3 separate regions of the Mus musculus genome follow, and regions 2 and 3 are each linked to region 1. The links are chromatin contacts, called in public Hi-C and promoter capture Hi-C maps. All regions are on one chromosome and are shown on one strand. The core of a region is the stretch at or near the end of the contact, and the rest is flanking DNA. Distances in the headings are between cores, read along the strand shown. Region 1 holds the start of Bcar3 (breast cancer anti-estrogen resistance 3). Region 2 has its middle 5.5 kb from the start of Gm43568. Region 3 holds the start of Gclm (glutamate-cysteine ligase, modifier subunit).

What was found. Promoter capture Hi-C pulls out the DNA fragments that hold promoters and counts their contacts. Hi-C and Micro-C count contacts between places; a contact is called where the count stands out from the background.
Region 2: a contact with region 1 is called in a Hi-C map of nephron progenitors, with 4 times the contacts expected there. The contact joins the enhancer-like site here to the promoter of Bcar3 in region 1. A contact is called at or near these places in 1 of 39 promoter capture datasets (embryonic stem cells), 1 of 15 datasets of contacts at CTCF or cohesin (the NIH/3T3 cell line), 10 of 484 Hi-C or Micro-C datasets (the C2C12 cell line, LSK cells, cerebral cortex and 4 more) and 7 of 115 datasets of contacts at active chromatin or transcription factors (the 230-238 cell line, astrocytes, embryonic stem cells and 3 more).
Region 3: a promoter capture Hi-C map of neutrophils shows a contact between it and region 1, with 2.7 times the contacts expected there. The contact joins the promoter of Gclm here to the promoter of Bcar3 in region 1. A contact is called at or near these places in 4 of 39 promoter capture datasets (3T3-L1-derived adipocytes, liver, neutrophils and 1 more), 5 of 484 Hi-C or Micro-C datasets (embryonic stem cells, liver and uterus), 2 of 115 datasets of contacts at active chromatin or transcription factors (bone marrow-derived macrophages and embryonic stem cells) and 3 of 9 other capture datasets (adipose tissue, liver and pancreatic islet).

Annotation. Positions count from the first base shown.
Region 1 is chr3:122,417,151-122,422,074 of GRCm38.p6, forward strand. It overlaps Bcar3 (breast cancer anti-estrogen resistance 3), which reads left to right and starts at 2,607. Exons shown (of 12, transcript NM_013867.3): 1 at 2,607-3,033.
Region 2 is chr3:122,632,799-122,637,722 of GRCm38.p6, forward strand. It overlaps the pseudogene Gm5981. Among named protein-coding and RNA genes, the nearest start is that of Gm43568, 5.5 kb to the left of the region's middle. Within about 2 kb of position 2,648, at least 37 of the 459 cell types and tissues checked have an H3K27ac peak or open chromatin away from gene starts, as enhancers often do. A contact at or near this core is called in nephron progenitors, where this site is marked.
Region 3 is chr3:122,242,525-122,247,448 of GRCm38.p6, forward strand. It overlaps Gclm (glutamate-cysteine ligase, modifier subunit), which reads left to right and starts at 3,033. Exons shown (of 7, transcript NM_008129.4): 1 at 3,033-3,587. The coding sequence starts at 3,462. It overlaps Gm46822 (a long non-coding RNA gene), which reads right to left and starts at 1,848. Exons shown (of 6, transcript XR_001783970.1): 1 at 1,347-1,848; 2 at 1,109-1,242.

The DNA of each region.
Region 1 (4,924 bases), core at 1,357-3,856:
GTGTGAGTGGTGTGTAAGACAGAGACAGAGAGACACAGAGACAGGGAGAGACAGAAAGAGACACATAGTTTTAATTGTGGCTTAGGTGAATACTAACCAAAACTGATATTACTCTTTCATTCCGTTAAATTGCACTCTTACTAATTCCTGTTACTGTATAATAATCCACACATATTCACACTAGATGAATGGGAAACTTCTAATCAGTAAAACATTCTTATAGTTTGAAGGGAAAAGAAAACTTGACAAAGAAAGATGAAAGGCCTCTGTAAAGTCTTACGAAATGGTATTCACATCTTTGAGGCCAGTCAGTTGACATGTGAGCCTACAGTCAGCTCCGTTTGTTTGTCAGAAAACAGTAAACAAAATAAAAGGTCTTTGCTCCAGTGGAGCTTGGAGCTCAGCAGAGCTGAGCAGGGTTCCTGCAGTCAGCTGATAGTGCATTGTGACTGCTGTAGTGCAGTCTTGGGAGAGTTTACTGTCGTGACTCTGCTGTTACACGTGGCTGTTTACGAGCTTGCACCCACAGACAAGGCCAGAGCTTTTGAATATTGTGCGATAACGTCTTCTGCCGGCTCGGACTCACAATCCACTGGAACAAACTTAATGTTCTGGAACCAGGTCACCTTTTAAAGGCGACTTCAAAGCAAAACTAAACCAGTGGCCCTTTCACCAGTGACATCGGTGAAGGGTTAAGCGGGGTTATTGTGAAGGTAATACGCACCCGAGCACAGGTCAGGGCTCTGCTTTTAAAGTTTGTAGTTGTATTTATTCTGTTGGAGTTCTCTGGGCTCCAAGGGTCAGGGTGTTCCTTTCTTAGTTCAGATCCAGGACATTTCCTTCCCCTGCCTCTTTCTCTGCTCTTCCCAGGATGCCCAAGATGCAAATATAATGGTTCATCGATGGTGCTGCATCAACGGATAGACTTTCCTTTTTCTTTCTGTCTTTCTTTCTTTTTTTCAAAAACACAAAGTTCCTCAAATTTACTGTTTTGTTTTTGTCTTTGTTTTTCTTTTTGTTTTTTTAATACTTTGTTGTTAAAGCTGTCTGTGGATGTTTTTACTTTGGCCATTCTGTAGCTGCAGAGTCTTTTGATTCGTTTAAAGACATATCCTGTTTGCTTTCCTTGGCCCATCCAGTTGCCTGTCTGTGGTGGTTAATTTTGTCAGTCTGAACACTCTAGAACAGTGGCTGGTTCTCCCGCTTTAACACAGTGGCTGTGGTGACCCCCTCCCCCCAGCCATAAAATTGTTTTTGTTGCTACTTCATAACTGTAATGTTGCTGCTGTTATGAATCATGATGCAAATACCTGGTATTTACATCATATCTGTATATATAGGATATCTGATATGTGACCTCTGTGAAAGAGTCTTTAGGCCCCCTCACCCCCACCCCCCAAGGGGGTTGTAACCCACTTACCTGCCGGGGGCATGGTGGCACATGCCTTTAATCCCAGCACTCGGGAGGCAGAGGCAGGAGGATTTCTGAGTTCAAGAACAGCCTGGTCTACAAAGTGAGCTCCAGGACAGCCAGGGCTACAAGAGAAACCCTGTCTTGAAAAACCAAAAAAAAAAAAAAAAAAAAAAGCCACTGACCTAGAGTCCCCTGGGAAGAGGGAACCTATCACCTCCATCGGATTGGCCTGTGGGCATGTGGGCATGTGGGAGAGGTATTTTCTTGATTAACGTTTGATGTGGGAAGGCTCGACCCACTGTGGGTGGTGCCAGCCCTGGGCAGGTGGGCCCGGATTGCATAAAGAAGCTGAGGAAACCTTGGAGAGCAAGCCAGTGAGCTCTGTCCCTTCACTGCCTCTGCTTGAGTTCCTGCCTTGGCTTCGCCCAATGATGCCTTGTAACAAACAAACACTTCTGAAGCTGCTCTCGATCATAGCGTTCATCTCAGCAACAGAGAAGCAAAGCAGGACACTGTGTAAATAAAAATACCTGGGCTGTTCCCTGTGGAGCCTTCTGTCTTATCCATCTGATCCGAAGGTGTTCCTTACATAGTTTCTATACATTTCCTTTATCGGCTGCATGAATTGCGTAGAGGAGCTCTTAATGACAATTACGTTAACAAGCGGGTTTCCTTTGGCGTTAGTGCTTCGTGTATTTAATTAAGGAATCTTTACAGCCCTTTTTTTTTATTGTTTGTTGTTTGGTTTTGCTTTTGGTTTCTGTTTGATAATTTCTTTAGTGTTACCGTTTTACCTTTTATATGTAGATCTGAAGTCCTCAGGATTTGATTTGGGGTGTGGGGTGGGGTGGGCATCATGATTCTATGACCTGGTATCATATATTGAACTGTGTGCTGTACTCCCACCGTTACCACAGCAATCTTTGGCATAAACCAAGCCACCAGATAGTGCAGAGATGACTTTATAACTAGGTTTTGATAAACAGCATATGTAGGTTCACGAAGCCATCTAGTTCTGCGTGCACGTGTGAGAGTGATTGATTTGCCTGTTCCCGGCTCGCTCGCTGTGGTTACCTTGGTCTTTGTCCCATGAAAGCCTTTTAAATTGAAAGCCAGCCAGGTGTCTGCAGAGCGGGCGGATCTGCTGCGTAATTAAATAACGCCGGGAAGGGGGAGGAGTGGATTAGGCGAGGCTGTCCGGTTGAGTGAGGTTCAGTAAGGAAGAGGTTGAGCTACACTTGAAGTCTAGCTTCTCGGGGGAAGATAAGGGGGAGTCAAAACTCTCAAATCCGGGCGGAGGAGAGCCAGACGAGGTCACCGAATGTAAAAGTCGCCGGGGTTCGGCTCAGCCCGGCGAATCGGCTGGGCGGGGTGGGGCCGCGAAGCCGCAAATCACCAGTTGAGGGCCAGAGAGCGCGCTGCCGGCTCAGAGCTGAGCCTGCAGCCGCCCGGCCAGGCAGCAGCCGGAGCGGGACAGCCGTGCACACCCGCCAGCCGCACCAGCCTCTTGGCGGACGCCCGCGGACCATGAGCCGCCCGAGCTCCGAGAGCAGCTGCGGTGAGGTGAGAGCAGCCCGGCGCTGAACCGCAATCCCGGACTCCGAACGCGGCGCGGGGAGGTGAGTGTGTCCCGTGCGTTCCTGTTCAGCCTCCTGAGCTCCCTCGGTCGGACTGAAACAGGACTGAGAAGTTCTTTAGAGTAAAGTTAGGCATGGGGAAGAGCGCAACCCCCGTCTGTTTGTACCCCCGAGCCCCCGCAAACTAGACATGGGAGTGGGAGTGGGGGTGACCAAAGTGTGTGTGGCGGGGGAGGGAGGGTGAGACTTGTGCCCTCGGGGGTCCTCGGATCCCGGGACTCTCGGGAGTGGAGCGTGGTGATGTGCCTCGAGCATCCCCATCTACTCTTGGGCTCCGGGGCGGAATCTTCCCGGGTGCTGGTTTCTGGACCCCTCCGAACCCTCCTGCTAGTCCAGTTCGGTTTTGCCCAAGGCCGCTCTAAGCTGGGTAGACGAGCTGGCCCAGACGCCTCTGCTGGAAGCCCGAGGCTTTCCTCCACTAATCTCTTGGGAAGTTTGCAAAGAAAGTGAAGGAGCCTGCCCAGTAACTGTTGACAACATCTCCCTCCCCTCGCCTTCCCTTTGTTGAGAAAGAATGAATAGTTGGTTGTGTGCTTCCCCCTGAGTCGGAGAGGGGAAAGCAAAAGGAGGGAGGGACGGGTCGCAGCCCATCTTCCTTTACTCGCTTAGCCTGTGGCCACTTAAAAACTTTAATCAGGTGTAGACTCTTTTTGAAGGGCAGGTGGCAAAGGCAGCGAGCCGGTGATGTGGGGCAGCGCGTCACAGGACTAAGGTTTAACGGTTGTTTGAGGCAAGGTGAAAGGGGGAGTAGCCCGAGTCTAGTTTTTTTTTTTTTTTTCAGTTTTTGTTTTTGTGTTTTGTTTTTCCCTACAGCAGTTAGGGATGGAAAGTAGAGCCCGGAGTTCAGAGAGTCTTTTAAACCTTGACTCTTATCTCCCAAGGTTCCACAGACCTCTCTATGGCAAGTACGTTGGCCCAGGGAAGGTCAGTTTGGAAGCTGATTATCTAATTCTGTGTGGTCCCCCCGCTTCCCCGGGGGGAGGCGAGATCCTGAAGGGGGCTTCGTCACTCTTCGGGAGGCCCACTGGCTAAGCCGTTTGCCCACCCGCGAGTGTGCCAGGAAGCCTCCCCAGTATAAAGAAAACAGTTTACCACGCCAAACACCAACTCACTCACAAGTGCTGTTCAAAAGATCTCAGTTCCTATTGATAAAGGACTGCTTTGTCAGATGGGTACTACTCTTAAGAACCTTACCCGGGCAATCCTTCACTTTATTGCTTGAAATACAATCCGTGGAAGAATTATTCATACTTCAATCGGTTGGCTAGACTTCATAAGGTTACTTCAAAAGGACACCCTAGGTCCCTAAAGCCAAGCACAAGTTCTAAGTGGATAAGCCAATTTTATCTGTGGAATAGTTTCCTCTGCCCTCACTGTCTGATTTTGCAAAGAAGATGAGAGAAGTATAGGTTTGAATTGCAAATTCTCTGTCATGGCCTAGGTGAGGGCAGCTGGGGTAGTGGCATTTCCAGTTTGAAATATACAAGTTCTTAAGGCCCTTCCTTAGATTACCATGTGTGAATGTAACTTGAAAATATCCCATTTCAGAAAACAGAGACAACTCGAAGCAAGTGGGGCAGTCTACCTCCGCCTCCGCTTGCAAGGTCGTCAGGTTTTGTAGTATTGTTTTGGTCATCTTTGTAGAACAAGTGAGTTGGACAGAGGTCATAAACTTTTCAAATGCTCAGCGGTTAACTAGGAAGGCAGGCAGGCGGCAAGGCTGCTGGAGTTTGTCATGAGGTTCACTCACACTCTCCGAGTTCCAGACTCTCAAACTTTCCTATCACTGGATCGTCTGACCTTTGTATCTATTTCAGGATCTGACAGTAGAGGAGGATGGTCAAAGTTTTCACTGGTGTTTGTTTGAAAGCAT
Region 2 (4,924 bases), core at 1,398-3,897, 220 kb after region 1:
AGTCGGAAATGGTGATCTTCTTGCTGGTCTTGCCATTCCTGGACCCAGAGCACTCCATTGCTTCAACATGACTTCTTTCACCTTCCCAGAGACCACATGCTTGCCATCCAGCTATTCGGTCTTGGCAGTGCAGATAAAAATCTGGGAACCGTTTGTGTTTGGTCCAGCATTTGCCATGGACAAGATGCCAGGACCTGTATGCTTCAGGATGAAGTTCTCATCCTCAAATTCCTCCCCGTAGATGGACCTGCCGCCAGTGCCATGTGGTGTGTGACGTCACCACCCTGGCACACGAATCCTGGAATAATTCTGTGAAAGGAGGAAGCCTTATAGCCAAATCCTTTCTCTCCAGGACTCAGAGCATGGAAGTTTTCTGCTGTCTTTGGAACTTTGTCTGCAAACAGCTCGAAGGAGATGCGGCCCGAGGGCTCATCATCGGCCGCGATGTCGAAGAACGAACATGGTAGGGTAGACCATGGCTGCAGCAAGCGGTGAAAAGTGGTCCCATATAACTGCCCTGGTTGGGATAAAAGAGAATGTTCTTGGGGGTGGGGGTGGGGTGGGGAGTGGCAGGGGGGTATCACTCCTCATCCACAATTTCCAAACTTAATTAGGGTTTTTGGCTGGGGCACCAGCTTAGGACCTTGAACACAGCAGGGAACTCTGCCACTGGGTTGTGTTCCCAGCCACTTCAGCTGAGATTCTAATTCCCATTTCAAAACCACTGTAACTCAGATCTCAGATATTTCTGAGGGAGTTGGTCTTCTCATTTATTTTATGTCACCTAGGTGGTCTCTAATACAAGGCATTCTAGTGAATGTTGGTTGGAATAAATTCCTGTGCAAGGCTCTCAAATTTAGCAGCTAAAAAGCCACAGAACTACCACTTGAATTCAAAGCTCAGAAATTGAAAGTGTTGCACAGAATGGATTTAAACAATTATGTACCAACTAATGATGGAGACACACCCTGAGAAATGTCTTATTGCATCGAAGTGCATTTATCCCAAGATGTCTACTAGCTGAAATCTTATACACCACCAACATAAACACAACCTGTGGTTCCCCACGACACTAGCATGTGCCCTAGGACTAGACTAAAATATCAGTTGTTATCTGAAATTCAAATTTAATAAAGAATCCTGATTTTTATCTGGAAATAACAAATACTTTATGCATTAAACCCCAGGGCTGAGGGCTTTGGAGTAGATTTATCTACACCAGGGATTTTGGACAGTTAATGGATCCTTGAAGTAGTTTGTAAACGGCGCTCGCTCCTTTGTTCGTTGTTTGAGACAGGGTTCCTTGTAACACAGGCGGCCTCACACCCACTCCATAGGGAACGACGATTTTAAACTCCTGATTATCCTGCTCCTGCCTCCCAAGTCCCAGAATTACAGACATGCACCAACAAGCCTGGCTTATAAAATATTTTTAATAGATGTGTCTGTCGTGCTTTTCCTGGGGAACAGAGGGGAGGCCTTTATTACTGATTCCTAATAAAGATTTAGAAATCTCTTGGAGAACTTTAATGAATTAAAAAAAAAAAATCTGACAAGGTTCAGAACAGTGAGTAAGGACGCTTTCACTTTTGTCTGGAAGAGGAGCTTGGGTGTGTGGCCACGCATATCTGTAGTCCAGCACCTAGAGAGTGAAGTAGCCTTACTATTCTCAGGTCAGAGACAGCCCCCGTGCAGAGTGAGTTCGAACCTAGCCTGAACTACAAGAGTGAAAGACCCTGTCTCAAAACTCCAAAAAAACCCCAAACCAAACCAACCAACCAAACAAACAAACAAGAAAGAATGAAAGAAAGAAAGGAAGGGAGGAAGAAAAAGGGAAGGGAAAAGGAGGGGAGGGGAGGGGAGGGGAGGGAAGGGAAAGGAAAGGAAAGGAAAGGAAAGGAAAGGAAAGGAAAGGAAAGGAAAGGAAAGGAAAGGAAAGGAAAGGAAAGGAAAAAGAAAAAAATAGGCCCTTAAAGACCACATAACAGAATGCTTTTGGAAGGGATGCACAGAAAACAGGGACGGAGGGATGAAGAGATTGAGCCGATCTTCCTGCCCTCTGCTACTCTTTTGTGCTAGCTGATTTTTCTCACAAGGTTCACGTTTTGTTTACTTAAAAGAGTTTGCAACTACAAAACAACAGTAATGAACCCTAGCAGTATCCAGGCCTCCCCCAGGGGCCCAGGGTGTCAGCATTTCTAATTCTTTAGTGTGTTGTGTTTAAACGTTAAGAGTACACACAGTTCCCAGGGGCATTTACCCAAACAAACAAACAAACAAACACAAATGCATACAACTTTCACTCAATACACACTATCCCTTGAGTCTCCCAGGAAAAGAGTCAAAAAGTAAACTGACTCTTTTCAGGCTGGGGCAGGGATGCTCTGTTTGGAACTTAAAACAGTCAAAGCACTCAGTGGTCAGCAGTGGGCAAGACCGGAAGTTCCTAAGGGGTTCAGTTGCAATTGCAGGCTCAGAACAGCAGACTCTTAATTAATGTTCTTGGCCACCAGAGCACGGCAAGAGGTAATTGAGCCTTTATTTATACCCCTAATAAGCGAGCTGCCTTTTCTCTGCTTGCACTGGGCAGGGCCAAGAATAACAACAGCCGGATGTCCTGCCACTCCTGGAGACTTCCCGTGTTCTGGCGACCTAAGAATCTGCCCAGCTTCAAGGTGACACGCCACCTGCTCTCACTGCTGCTTATTAACTCGCACATGCCATTTGGCTTTCTAAGATTCCTCGACGGGAAAGCCAGCTAGCGTGGCTTGAACAGCCCCGACCGGGATCATTGTTCTGGAGTTCACTGCAGAAAGGGTGTCTCTTTACTGGGACCTTTTTCCATCTCAGCAAAACTGGCAGCCAAGCGGTTCTTTGTAGGCAAACATGCAATCCGAGGAAACAAAACAAAACAAAGAACCTGTTTATGTGGACTGAAGAGGAGGCTCAATGGTTAAAAGCACTTACTGCACCTATAGAGGCCCTGAGTTTGATTCTCATACTCACACCAGGCAGCTCACAAACGACCTGTAACTCCCTCCCTCTCTCTCCAGTCTCTCTAACCTCCACAGGTACTCACATGCAGAAACCCACACAGTCACAGACACGCATACATATAATTAAGAATAAATAAATTAATAAAAAAATTTTTTTGCATACAGATTGTAAATAAATAAAAAAATTTGTGCACATAGATTGTTAAAGAGAAATCTGTTTATTACCTTTTCTTAGTGTTCTGGTTTGCCTGATGCGTCCAGAGGGAAGAAATGGCACAGATCACACGATGCAGTGCATTTGATTATATTCACAAAGCCAACTTGGACACTGCGAGGAGCCCATGCCCTAGAGATGCAGTGAATTTCTTTTGACAGCAATTCTGGGGTTCTTCGGTTTTTAAACTGGGCAATCTCTAGAGGCCATTGCTAAGTGTTTCGTGTATTCTTTGGGAGGTAGTGCTCTAATTCTCCCTCAGTAATCCTGAACTAGAGTCTAACTAGAGAATTCTTAAGATGGCGTTGGGGGTGTTGTTTGACCTGCTCGGGTTTGCTTTAGATGTGTCTGTGGTTTAGTGAGAGTTTAGTTAGATGTTTCAGGCTGGCTCAGAACTCAGAATTTTCCCATCTCAGCCTCCTGAATGCTTAGATTAAGGTGTGCCCTACTACATCAGACAAGCTATATATATGTGCATGTATATGTATATTTATATATAGTGTATATATCTACCATATATATATTAATTTGTGTATACAGATGTTCTGCCTACATGTCTGTTTCTTCACCATGTATGTGTCTGTCAAGGCCAGAAGAGGGTGTCAGATCCCCTGGAACTGGAGTTATAGCTAGCTGTGAGTTGTGAGCTGCTGAGTGGCTGTCAGGAATACACATGCATACACATATGAGTCTATGTGAACACATATATGCTGATGTTGGGTCCAGAGGTTGACATCAGGTGTGTTCCCTATCACTGTCCATGTTACTTTTTAAAATTAACTAATTTGTGTGTATGAGTATTTTGCATGTAAATATGTCTGGGCGCCCTATGGGCTACTCCCCTCTCCTCACGGTAGGAAAGGATGGTCGTCAGCCAAACATGAATCCTGTTTCCACACATTTAATAGTAAGATCCACAGTTTAAATTTCTATTAATTAATTAGGGTGTTTATTAATTTATTGTGTGTGTTGTGTGGCATATGCATGTCACAACATGCAATTCCAAGGACAACTGTTGGAGTTAGGAGTTGGAGTTAGGCTATCAGGCATGGTAGCAGGCATCTTTAGCTGCTGAGTCATCTTTTGCTGGCTCGGTATTTGTAGTTGCAAATGCCTAGCTGTGGGCAGGTGACATGGCTCAGGGAATTAAAGGTGCTTGCTGCCAAGCCATGAACTTAAGTTCACTCTCTGGTGCCAGCAGGTGGAAGGAGAGAACCGGCTCCCACAAGTTGTCTTTGGGCTTCCACAGATGTGCCATGGTACACACCTGTCACAATAAATACTAAAATTAAAAGCCAAATTATCTGACTTTAAAACAAGAGGTATCATACCCTAAAATTATTTCTGAACTTTATAACTTAATTTCCTTCAATGTAGGCTAATGTGTTTCCTGTTTCTTGAGAGTCTTGGGTATGGCCTTCCAAATCTGTGTCTATTTTTGAATACGTCAGTACACTGGAATTTCCCAATCTAGATGATAACATCTTCAAGGACTTGAGCCAGGTCAGTCACAAAGGCATATTAATCCCATCTCTGAGGACAGTAATTAGCCCTGCAGTGTAATGTCTAAGACAGCATAATCTACAAACACTTCAAACAAAATAATTTCTTTAAATTCCTCTAAGGAAAATAAAAAGAATTTTAGACTTTCCAGACAGTTCCATACATCTTAGCTTAGAGGTGAAGTTATTCTTTGTGATAACCAGACGGGATC
Region 3 (4,924 bases), core at 1,783-4,282, 170 kb before region 1:
TAATTTCAAACATAAGTAAAATTGAAAGAAACCTATAATCCCTTGTCCTAACCACTATCTAACTACTGTTGTAAATTTCTTTGACCATGTGAATACGTGCTTCTCTATTCTTAGGCAGTATTTAATTATGGCTTAAATGGGTATTTTTTATATTACAAATGCTGTGTATATTCGTTACTAGAGACTTTGAAATGGAAGATCCACCTCAATACTTTTCTCACTTTCTCCTTACATTGAAAGCCTTGGTGTGTCCTCACATGGAGTAACATACACAGCATTCACAATCTACTTTTCCCATCCTTCCTCATGCCCTAAATACATTCTCTGCATGGATGGTTAGAGCGTAGGTAACTCATTTCTCCCAGCCTCTCTCCCCCGCCCCCTCACTTCAAATCATGTGGGGTGCCCTGGACACTTTGTCAAATTAGAGTTGTTTTTCCTTAGAGCAGATTCTAGCTTAGGGACCGCTCCTATCCCTTCAGCTGACTTCAGTCGCTGTGCCTTGAGTGTCTTTCTGACTCTGGCCTCTCACCTCTACCCAGCATGCTCTGCGTCCTGTTCTGGAGACTGGGGATAAATAGCATTGCTGCTGGCTGCTTCTCCAATCGCAGCCCTATCTGTCCTGTGCTGTGACATTTATACTATCATAGTTCATCTACAAACCCGTCACTCCCAACTGCCACCAAGAGGTTTTAAAAAATAGCTCTTTAAAAAAAACTTTTATTACAATAGATCAACTAGACAAAGTGCATTAATTGTGTAAGGCTGAGTTACAAATAACTACTAAGCAAAGGTTGTCTCAATTGTTCTGGAGCCCCCACCACCCATTCTTCTGTTTTACACCCTGGTAATAATTTCTTTGCACATTTGTGGTTTTACTACATGTTTGTACTTTCCTAATGGGTAGTTTAATTTTGTTTATTAATTAGTTTGTGTGAATAGACTCAGAGCGTATACTTTTCCATGTATCCCCGCCACCCCTTAGTTCTGTTTGTTGGTCCTTCCCAGGAGAGGGTTAAGGCTCCTGAAAACAAAGCTTACAGTGTACCCAAGGAGGAAGCAAGGCACCTCCCCCCCCCCCCTCCCCGAGACAAAAGAGCAGACTCACAATGACTTTGCAGCCAAGTTCTTCTGGCTTGTATCCCTTTCTTCTGCAGCCAAAGGAAATGTAGATTACTTTTCTCTTCACCAAGAAACCATGGAGTTACAGCAACAGTATTATTAAGTAAAATATGCAAGGCACTGAAAGCATATAAATCATGCACAGACACATTAAAGAATTTAAATCACCTGTAATATGAACCAGTAAAGAGTTTAAAATACAGCGCTTAGGTTCCTCCGCCCACCTGTCCGTTGGTTGTTTTAAAGTAGGTATTTGCATTCCACAGCCCAGGCTAACACTGGGTTCCTGATCCTCCCTCCGAGGATCCTGCCTCAGCCTGCCGAGTGGAGGAATTGTAGGCGCGTGCTACCACGTGTGGTCTCAAAGGGTCTACAAATGTACATCTCAGAAACAACGTGAAGTCCTCCGTGCACTCCTGAGTGTGCCAGCCTGTGATAGTCAGGTTATAACAGGAGAGAGTAGAATACAACAACAATTTTGAGGGCTAGGGATGCCCACTGTCAGAACGCATGTGTAAGCCTTCGACCCCAGCACCATAAATAGTAGTTCTCACTTACTGAACATTTATTATAAGCCAAGTACTGAACTAAGGACTCACCATACCTTCTCTTAGTAACTCATCACAACTACCTACCCAACGGCAGATCTGATGTCCTGTGGCCTCCAGGGGCCCTGAACGGTGCCCATAAACTCATGGAAGAAAACACACATACACACAAATAAACAATATTTTTGTATGTTTGTTTTGAGACAGAGTCTCTCTACCTAGCTCTGGCTGTCCTGGGACTCTCTATGTAGACCAGGCTGGCCATGAATTCACAGATTCACCTGCCTCTGCCTCCCAAGTGCTGGGATTAAAGGCGTGTGCCACCACCACCCGGCGACCACTAAGTTTTAACCAAATATTTACATGGACTTTTAAGAGAATATAATCAAAAGTCTAACAATGACCATAAAAAATTCATCAGAAGAATCAATTGTTTATATTTAAGTAAGGCCATGTGAGGGGCTGCTCCTGGGAAACCTCTTCTCCATGGATTCTTGCTCATTGGATGTGCACAAAGATGTACCCAACACCAGCCTCACTTTTTCTGGAACGATCTTCCAGCCTTTCCTATTTCTTAGTAGTTTACCAACTCAGATTCATGTTTCTTTTGAAAAGATTTTGCCGCCTTATAATGAAAATCTCACCTGGCTCTAACATACCTGACTGGTTTGTTAAAAAGTTTGTTTCCTGGGTAAAACTTTAATAAACGGTCAGTTTGCTATTATACCCAGCCATCTCCAGTGGGAATGGGGAAGAATCACGAACAACTTGTAAAAGTGTGAATCATAAAACGTTCTCTGTTACCATCTGTTCCTTATGCTTAACTGACCTGGAAACTAACTGCCCCGTGGTATTTTTATTGTTTAATGTTTCATGGGCTGAGGCCTTTCTCTCGAAGGATTAGGCTTCTGAAAGGGGAAAATTAAAGTTGTACTCTCTGGTTTCATACAGCACCAGCAAATAGGTAAATCAACACGCTGGAAGAAGAATGATCAGTTTGGGGGAAAGACTCTTGGGCAAAGCAAAGCAAAAGGAAAAAATAAAAATAAATTTAAAAAACAGAGCGGGGCGCGGGCAATGAGACACTCGCGCCATCGCATCAGCTCCTTAGACACAGAAGCAGGCACGCTCTCAAGGCCTGGGAGGATGGACCTCCGGCGGTCCTCTCGAAGAGGGCGTGTCCAGGGCCGCAGCGCGGGCGGCCATTGGCTGAGCGGCGCTCCCGGGCGCACCGTCAACTCTCACGAGGCGCTGGCGGCGTAGGCCGCGCGCCGCGCTCTGGCCGGCAGGGGGCGCACGTCCGCGCGCTGTTCTCCCCCGCGGCGCCGCCCGCTCCCGGCCGCCCGGCGCCACGCCCGCCGCAGGCCGAGGGCCAGTCACCCGCGGGCCTGCGCCCCGCCCCTGGCCCGCCGCGGGACGAGTAACGGTTACGAAGCACTTTCTCGGGTGAGGTTTCTGCTTAGTCATTGTCTTCCAGGAAACAGCTCCCTCGTTTCAGCGGCGGCGGCGGTGGCGGCCGCAGAAGCCGCAGCGACCGTCCGCGCCGGCGCCTCCCTCCCTTCCTTCCCTCCCTCCGGGACCGCCTCTCCGTCGCCGCCCGGCCTCCTCGGGCCCGAGCGCACACCGGGCTGTGGCCGCGCGGAGTCGGCAGCCTCGCGCTCTCCTCTGGGGCCTGGGGCACCGCCGCGCCCTGCGAGGCAGCCGTCTGCCCACTCGCCCGCCCGCCTGCCCGCCCGCTCGCCATCTCTCCGCGGCTCCGGCGCTACCCGGTCCCCTCCGGCGGCAGCTGCCATGGGCACCGACAGCCGCGCGGCCGGGGCGCTCCTGGCGCGGGCCAGCACCCTGCACCTGCAGACCGGGAACCTGCTCAACTGGGGCCGCCTGCGAAAAAAGTGCCCGTCCACGCACAGCGAGGAGGTGAGCACGGTGGGGGCCGAGGGTCTCCTCGAAGTGGGGACAAGCAGGGCTCTCCGGAGCTCGACCCGCTTCGGAGGTACCGAAGTGAGCTGGGTACTATCCCGGCTTGGCAGGTGCCACTGCGGGGCGAGGGGCGCCTCCGCCGGTCGGAGTTGATCGCACAACTCTTGAGGGCCACCGGGTCCCCTGTCTGGCTGGACAGAGCCACTGCAGCCCCGCGTCTTCATCTTCCGTCCCTCTCCCTTAGCCAAGGTAAAGGAAAGATAAAGGTTTAGTGTTTGGTAGATGGACTAACAATAGGTTTAACTTTGATATTGTTGACATTGCTTTCTCTATTGTACTGAATTTGGATTTGGGACAAATAACTTACTGGATGTTAACATTGTATTTGCTTCAAAACCATTAAAGAGGGGCAGGTGGTACACGCCTTTAATCCCGGCCCCTAGGGAGGCAATAGCAGTAGGATCTCTGAGTTCGAGGTCAGCCTGGTTTGTATATTGAACTCCAGGACAGCTAGGGCTACCCAGTGTCAGCCCCAACCCCCACGCCCCCAAAAAACCTAATGTGTAGTTGGAAGTGACAGATTAATCTAGAATTAAAATGTGTTATATTTGTGTTAATGGCCCATTCCTGAGCCAGTGGTTCTCCATGGACCGTGCAACTCATTGCAGAGGCGTATTGATAATATGGAACATGTATACTACTTAAAACAACAAAACAAGACAGATGTGCAATTATGTGTGGGGAGTAATAAGCTGGGTATGGTGGTGGGCTCTTCTAATACGCAGCCTCAGTGGGCTAAGGCAATAGAATGTAGAATTCGAGGCCAGCCTGGGCTACCATGTGATGAGGTCCTGGCTCAAAAAATAAATAAGATAAATGGAAACATTTTAAAAAAGAAACAGTTACACCTAGGAGCTATTTGACTTTGAGACTGTTTTCCCGGCTATAACTTTAACCTTGAGTAATATTCTCTCATCAAGTAGTTGTGGTAAGGAAAAGATGGGGTATGAAAATACTCTGCACACAACATGCTTGTTATCAACTGGATCATCAGAAAGGTAAACAAATCCTGGTTAAAGGCTACATTTCCTAAGTTAGGTCATATTGTAAGGTCGGTCTCAGTGGTCAGAGACAGACGGGCTTCTGCTCTTTTAGTGAGGCAGGCTCTACAAGAGCGCCTGGACTCCTTCGTTGTAAGTTGAGAGCCTTCACTGGTCAGATTGGGGAACCAGCTCCCTAGCCCAGCCTGTGCTCAGCTTCCAGCTGAGTTGGGCCGCTGTTTGAACTGCCCACTTGGCCTGTTTCTCTCAAAGGTGTCTCTGCATCTTGGCTTA